Regions from separate parts of the Sus scrofa genome. Here region 2 is linked to region 1. The links are chromatin contacts, called in public HiChIP or PLAC-seq maps. All regions are on one chromosome and are shown on one strand. The core of a region is the stretch at or near the end of the contact, and the rest is flanking DNA. Distances in the headings are between cores, read along the strand shown. Region 1 overlaps MED12L (mediator of RNA polymerase II transcription subunit 12-like protein). Region 2 has its middle 36 kb from the start of SUCNR1.

Region 1 (3,414 bases), core at 410-2,909:
TATACCTAGAACCTACTGAATGGAAAAAAAAAATCACTATTTATGTTACCAACAGTTCCATATGTATTTTCCTCCCGTTTTGGGCAATAGAAAAATAAAATGGAAAGGTGCTATTTTTCTGAGTTGTATCAGGGAAAATGTTAACATTGGTGGAAGTGTACCTTTCTTGTTACTTAGAAATTAAAAGAACTGTAGTCTTTCAGTTTGTTTTCACTGTGCACCTACTGTGTGCAGCTGAATACTAGGATACATTAGGAAATAAGCCCAAGTCTTTGTCCTGAAGTCACACACAGTCTAGTGGGAGAGAAACAGTTGAGCCAATTGTCTTGCCAAATATTCGGTTTTAAAGGAATTAACCTGACAACACCCTCTAATTTAGGATTGCCAAGAAAAAATGCAGCACTCCCGATTAGAGTTGCAGGTAAACAATGATTAACTCCTTAGTAGAAGCTTATCCCAAATATTGCGTGGGACATACTTATACTAAATGTGGTATTTGACCCACACAATATTTGGAACATACTTAAAACTAAAAAAGTATGTATTGCTTATCTGAAAGCATTGTGGGCATTACTTAACTGGGCATTGTGTATTTTCATTTGCTAAATCTGACAACCCCAACTACAATTCTGGGCTACTTTCAGCCATATTTGGTAAGCTCTGAGAAGGAAATAGATATTGCACTCATATTGGGTAATTGAGTTTTTAAAAGAAAACTATTCATAGAAGATTGGGCAGGGTTAAGGGAAACTAAGGATAATAAAACACCCAGGGCTGGAAGCAATTAACCCCTTGCAGTGGGGCAAGAAGAGGGAGAAAAATGGAGAGGGCTGCTGATGAGCCACAGCCATCCCAGCCTGAGGTGTGTTCCACCAGCACAAACCCAGTAGGAAGGAAATTGGCAGAAAACAAAACAAAACAATAAACAAAACCAGCTCAGAATGGGGTGGGCCTGTGGAGGTGCTGTGACATTGCACAGTTCATTCCAATGTGCATCTGATTAAGATAGCCTTGCATCAGGACACATCATTTGTTACCTCAGCAGTAAGCCTGGGGGAAAGGAGGAGAGGGACAGGGAAGAAAGAAAAGGAAGAATAGATTGGTAGCCTGAAATTGGAAGGTTAAAGAAAAAAGTAGAGCAGCACTATTGATGATTTTAATCAAAGGTAATTTTGCTTCTGCCAGATAGGTTTTTGTCCCTCCTCTTGGAAATAACCACCACAATTTCTTGTATTAACTTACTGGCTAGAACCAGGGCACAGGCCCTTATATCATGCCTGCACTTGCACCACCCTGGAAGCCAGGGCCTCTTAAAGTGTGGTCCTTTGTGCCTCACTGGGCTCCCCCTGCCCAACCTTTATCCTGCTTTGGATGACTCATCCCCTGATGAATCCTAGACCCAGGCCCCTTCTCTCCTCACTATGCTCTTGTCTTCATTCACCCTTAACCCAAGGCCAGGCCTGAGGTGCTTGCCCAAATCCTCCCACCAGACAGCTTTCAATTTGTAGATGTAAATGGCTTATAACATGGTGTGACTAACCAGTCAGTGGGTGAAGGATGAGGTCACAAGGTTACTTGAGCCACTGGACACCACTAGGCTCCTTCTGCCATGGCTCTTCCAGTAAAGGCCACGTCACCAGCCAGAGATGGGTTTTGGAAGGGATTGGGCACTTCAGATGATGACCGGGTGTTGACCTGGGTGTGGCCCTGGGCACTGTTTAAAAGCACACTGCAGACTTTCTGCTCTTGTCCGTGATGGGAACTGATTTCCCTCCTTTCTCCTGATTCCAGTTTCCCAGGCAAGGCTTGCAGCAGACCCAGCAGCAGCAGCAGACGGCCGCCCTGGTGCGGCAGCTCCAGAAGCAGCTTTCTAGTAAGTACGCTCTGCTGGGAACAGACGGCTCCCAGGACATGAAAAATGAGCCATCTGGCAAAACGCAAGTGGCAGATCCTCGAAAACTACTGGCTTCCTCCATGCCATTTGCATGTTTGGTTAAGTCCAGGCTATTCTCATTTTGTCCTGTTTTGGTTTGTATGCTTCTTTTCCTGAAAGGCCCAGTCTTATGTCTTTGAGTTCAGTGACGATGTTTTCCTGTTGCTTCCATCTGAATTGAGAATGTTCCTTTCCATCTGGGGGACCCTGGTGGAATGGCAGGTGCTTTGCTCATCAAGCTGGACACCCTGGCACAACTCTGCCAACACCCTCAAGAGATATGGAGAGGCTAGTGCTAGAAAGACCCATGCCCTGGTCACTAGGGCCGAGACACTCTTACCAGGGCAACTCCTTGCCGATAGTGACTGGGAGAAACCAAAGCCTGTAACACGCTGGCAGATGGCATTGCAGGGTAGCGTTTTTCCCCAGTACTCTTGCTGCCGTGCCAGCTGCTGCCTCTCTAGGTGCATGCCCACCACCTATTTTCTTAGACCTAATCTCAGTGCCAGCTCAGCTCCCGTGAGTCCCCTCACCCTGTGCTGGAGTCCCAGGGTAGGGTTCTTTTAGAAATGGGAGCAAGTCCCCAGTGATACAAAGAGTATTGGCCCAGAAATCAGAAGACCTAAATTCTAGTGCCAACTCCACTGCCATTACCTGTCATTCGTGTGGTGAGGAGCGAGACCAGAGATTCCTCTGGGGTCTTGATTCTGTGCTTCTGAAGTAGAGAGCAAAGAGCAACAAGCTCTGAGGGTGGTGGTGCAGCTCTGGTGGGAACTGTGAGGGAAGGGTGTGGTGTATGACTGAGTGGCAGCTTGGTTCTGGTCTTAGTGTCCCGCCCGGCTGCTGCCTGTGTTTTTTCCTGGGCCGAGGGAACATCTCTCATATCTTCTATCTCTCTGAGGGCATAACCAAGGTCTTTTTTTTTGTTTCCCCTGTAGAGTATTTCCCTCATTTAATTTCAGTTAATTGTGTAAAGCAATCTTTTTCCAATGACTGTTCAATCAGTATGATCTATTAAACACATGCAGTTAAAATTTCACTGTATTTCACCAATTCCAAAGTTCATATTTTTGCATGGCAATAGAATATAATTTTAAGGTAGAGACAACATGTTCTATTTTTAATTTTCTTCTAGTGATTTCAGATATGTACTTCGGATTTTAAAGGAGTTGCAGATTCCCCAAACTCACAAAATGTTTTTTTTTTTTTTTTTTTTTTTTAAACCATTATTTCTGGAGTACTTTCTTAGACCCAGGAACTATGACTTTATATGTGTTCATTCACTTCATTCCTAAACCACCCCTTGAGATGAAGAATTGTGGCTTTTCCCATACTGTAGATGAGGAAACAACTGAACAATGGGGGTGTTGACCTGTTTGCCCAGAGTGACTCAGCCAAGAGCTGGGACTTAGACCATCTCCTTCTAGACCCCATGTCTTAACCACAAGATGCTGCTGCCTGATATCAGCAGTTATGTCCGG
Region 2 (3,633 bases), core at 637-3,136, 530 kb after region 1:
CTTCTTTTCCTGGGATGACCATTATCCTTATGTTGTCTTTCCTAATGAAGTCAGATAGTTCTTGTAGAATTCCCCCCCGCCCCCTTTTTATGTCTTAGTTATCTTTCCTTTTCTACATGAATTATTTGTAGATTTTTATCTTTGATCTTGATAATTATCTCCTCCATATAGTTTGCTCTATTTCCAATGCTTTCTAATGCATTCTTAGAAATCTATTTTTTGAGTTACTACTCTCTAGAATTTCTGTATGATTCTTTTTTTTAGAGTTTCTGTCCTTTTGTTTGTTAATTTTATTCATGGTCTCACTGAATTACCTTTCTGAGTTTTCTTGTGGCTCATTGAGCTTCTTCATGAAAACTATTTTAAATTTTCAATCAGATCATAATATTCCATTCCTTTAAGTTTGGTTTCTGGAGAATTTTTCTTTCTGAAGTACAGTATTACCATGGTTCTTCATGGTATTTGATAAGTTTTTCTGCTACTAATACTTTATTATTTGAAGTAATGAATACTTTTCTTCTTCTTCTTTTTTTTTTTAAACTTGATTTTAACAATTCAGTAGATTGGTAATTAGAAGTCTTTCTTTTCTTTTTCAGTAGGTGGCACTATAGCACAAGTGTTTTGGTTCTTTTACCTGTGCTGCCACTGGCTGTATTTGAGAACCTGAACTTCATTTTCTGATGTCACCTGGTGCCTCATTGTCACTGCTTGTGCCTGCAGGGTTGCTGGTGCCTTGATATTGCCAGTTTCATTGTTGTCATTGGTGTTTCTGCTGGGGGCATTGGAAGGGCATGCACTTCCGCATTTTCAGGATTGCCTGGGTTGAGAGCGCTGCCTCCATTGGGAAAGGGGGAAGGTAAGCAGGAACTGGGGTGATGGGTCCCTTTGTCATATCTGGGATTGCTGCATTCACAGATGCCCCCACTGCAGGTGGGAGTGCCAGAGTTGTTGGTTTCACTGTAGTTGGAAGGACAGAGTCACAGGCCCCACTGCTGCTGCAGCCAGTTCCCTGTGGCTGTGGTTGCTGCTATAGCCAGGAGGCTGGAGTCTGATGCACCACTTCCCTTGTTGTTACTGGGTTCTCTTGGGCTGTAGGCTTAGATGCTGTGGCAGAAAATCAGAATTTCCAGCACCAGGCCTCTGTTGTTCCCCTGGTTCTGCCACCTGTCTTTGTTCTTCCCACCCACCTTTCCATAAACAGATGTATGGAAAGCTCCAGTGTCCTGGTATGTTGGGCAGAGGAAATTTTCAGGCAATCCCTCATTTTTAATCTAGACTTTTTAGCACTGAAGTGGGCTACATTGTTATATTTAAGGTTTATATCTTTGGAGAGTCTTTTCAAGAGTAGATTGGCAACAACACTCTCACTTCTCAATTATATCTTTCCTTGCCTAAAATGGGTGACATAATACTACAAAATTAGCTAGCCATAAGAGTAAGACTTAATCACTTCCTACTGGCCAGGGTTCAGCCAGGAAAAGCAAATTCCTTGTAACACAGTTTTTACCCTCAGACCATTGACAGCTTCCACTGGGGTACAAATTAGTGGAGTCTCTCAAAGCTGGGGTGGTCAGAGACATAATAATCTGGGGCTTCCACCAGAGATTGTACCAACAGCAGCTGAAGATTATACAACTTTAAATCTGGTATCCCTCTAGGTAGAAAGGAAGAACTGAAGAATAGATCCTTTGGGAAGATATGCAGGTACAGATGAGAGTGGAGTGAGAAATGTGAGCACTACCGATATCTTTCCTAAAACTGTGAGGACTGTATTCTGAGAATGGGAGAAATTATCATTAAAGAATGATATAGGGAGTACTTACACCCAATGACTGGGCTATGGAAGCAGCTGGATGATTTCAGAAATACCACTGCCTTGTGCTGAGAGTGATGCATGATGATGTCAGTGTTCTGGGGAGGAAACATGCCAGAGCCTATCTAAAGGCACAGCTTGACTCCATTATGGAAGAGGATGTTTACACAAAATATGACTCCCTTCACCCAGTAAGTGAGCCTATCAAAATGATCAAGCCATCAAACTCTATAATCAATATGTATTAGTTTTCTTTCTTTAGTACCAGAAAGATAAAATCTGGGAAAATTTTCTAAGTTGTGAATCACTTTATAATTGCTGTGTCCCCAAAATTCCAATCTGAAATCCACCTCTGTCCCCTTGTTTCCTTTCCAACCAAGGGGGTATATTTTTTAAAAAATTTGTTGATACAAAGGTGATTTACACTGTTGTGTTAATTTTTGCTATCCAGCGAAGTAATTCAGCCATATGTACTCATGGGTATACACACACACACACACATATGGATATCAATATATATGGATATATATGTCTCCATAGACACATACATGTCCATAGCAATATATATAGATATATGGATATACATATCCATTCCCATATAGGTTATCACAGCATATTAAGTGGATTTCTCTGTGCTTATACAGCAGGTCTCCTTTGATCATCCATTCCATATGGAAAAGTGTGATTTGCCAGTCCCAAACTCCCAATCCATCCCTCTCCCCACCTTTCCTTTTTGGCAGCCATAGGTTTGTTTTCAAAGTCCATGAATCTGTTTCCATTTTGTAAATAAGTTCATTTGTATCATTTTTAAAAATTCCACATATAAGTGATATCATGTGATATTTGTCTTTCTCTGTCTAACTTACTTAGTATGATAATCTCTAGGCCCATCCATGTTTCTGCAAATGGCATTATTTCATTCTTTTTATTGCTGAGTAGTATTCCATTGTCTATATGTACTCCATCTTCTTTATCCATTCCTCTTTCAATGGACATAAAGGTTGCTTCCATGTCTTGGCTATTGTAAATAGTGCTGTAGTGAACACTGGGGAGCATGTAGCTTTTCAAATTATGTTTTTCTCTGGATATATGCCAAAGTGTGGGATTGCCCAATCATATGGTAGTAGGTAGGTATTTTTGGAGTCAATTTACATGAGAATTTTTTTTAAAAAACTTGGTGGAAATCAAAATATCATTCCCAAAGGAACTGAAAACTAAAAAGATTTAATAGGGTTTTATCAATCATACTAGGAACTCTCCAATGGGAGAAAATAAAATGGGGGCAAAAATTCCAAATTAAGATAGCTAATGTCACTAATACTGCTGCTAGAGTTCCCTCTCTGTTCATTAATGGACCAATCAGAGTCTGATACTCATCCACTTTGCTTTGTAGACTGTTTCTCATACACCAGAGGAGAAGCTAAAAATATTTGTTGACTCTAGTATTGATTCAACATTGCAAGGAGATAGAAGAAATTCAAGATGCCCTGTGTAAAGCTTTACTATGAAATTTAGTTTTGAATATGCATAAAATAGTTTGTGGGTAGAATAGAACCCTATGTCTGAAAGTATATGTGTTGGGATTTCATCCCATATATATGGTGGAGCCAAAAACTCAGAGATAGGTCGTTCTGTTAGATTCTCACAACAATCTATCAATCAGGAAGCTTCAGGAAGAAGTTCCACAACCCCCACTCCTACCCACAAGCTCAGGAAACACACAAAATGCATGACAGAAGTTTAGCATCACCCATCTTACTTCAGAAAATTGTCTGTTTGTGTTCCCCCAGTTTCTAACTGTGAGATCCTCAAGACTGTAG

What was found. HiChIP or PLAC-seq counts read pairs in DNA pulled down with a chosen protein or histone mark.
Region 2: an H3K27ac HiChIP or PLAC-seq map of alveolar macrophages shows a contact between it and region 1. The contact joins two enhancer-like sites. A contact is called at or near these places in 7 of 47 Hi-C or Micro-C datasets (alveolar macrophages, heart right ventricle, liver and 4 more) and 1 of 2 datasets of contacts at active chromatin or transcription factors (alveolar macrophages).

What each region holds. Positions count from the first base shown.
Region 1 is chr13:91,617,807-91,621,220 of Sscrofa11.1, forward strand. MED12L (mediator of RNA polymerase II transcription subunit 12-like protein) reads left to right here. Exons shown (of 46, transcript XM_021069608.1): 45 at 1,792-1,873. Among named protein-coding and RNA genes, the nearest start is that of IGSF10, 60 kb to the right of the region's middle. Within about 2 kb of position 1,660, at least 6 of the 83 cell types and tissues checked have an H3K27ac peak or open chromatin away from gene starts, as enhancers often do. A contact at or near this core is called in alveolar macrophages, where this site is marked.
Region 2 is chr13:92,150,700-92,154,332 of Sscrofa11.1, forward strand. No RefSeq gene overlaps it. Among named protein-coding and RNA genes, the nearest start is that of SUCNR1, 36 kb to the left of the region's middle. Within about 2 kb of position 1,887, at least 3 of the 83 cell types and tissues checked have an H3K27ac peak or open chromatin away from gene starts, as enhancers often do. A contact at or near this core is called in alveolar macrophages, where this site is marked.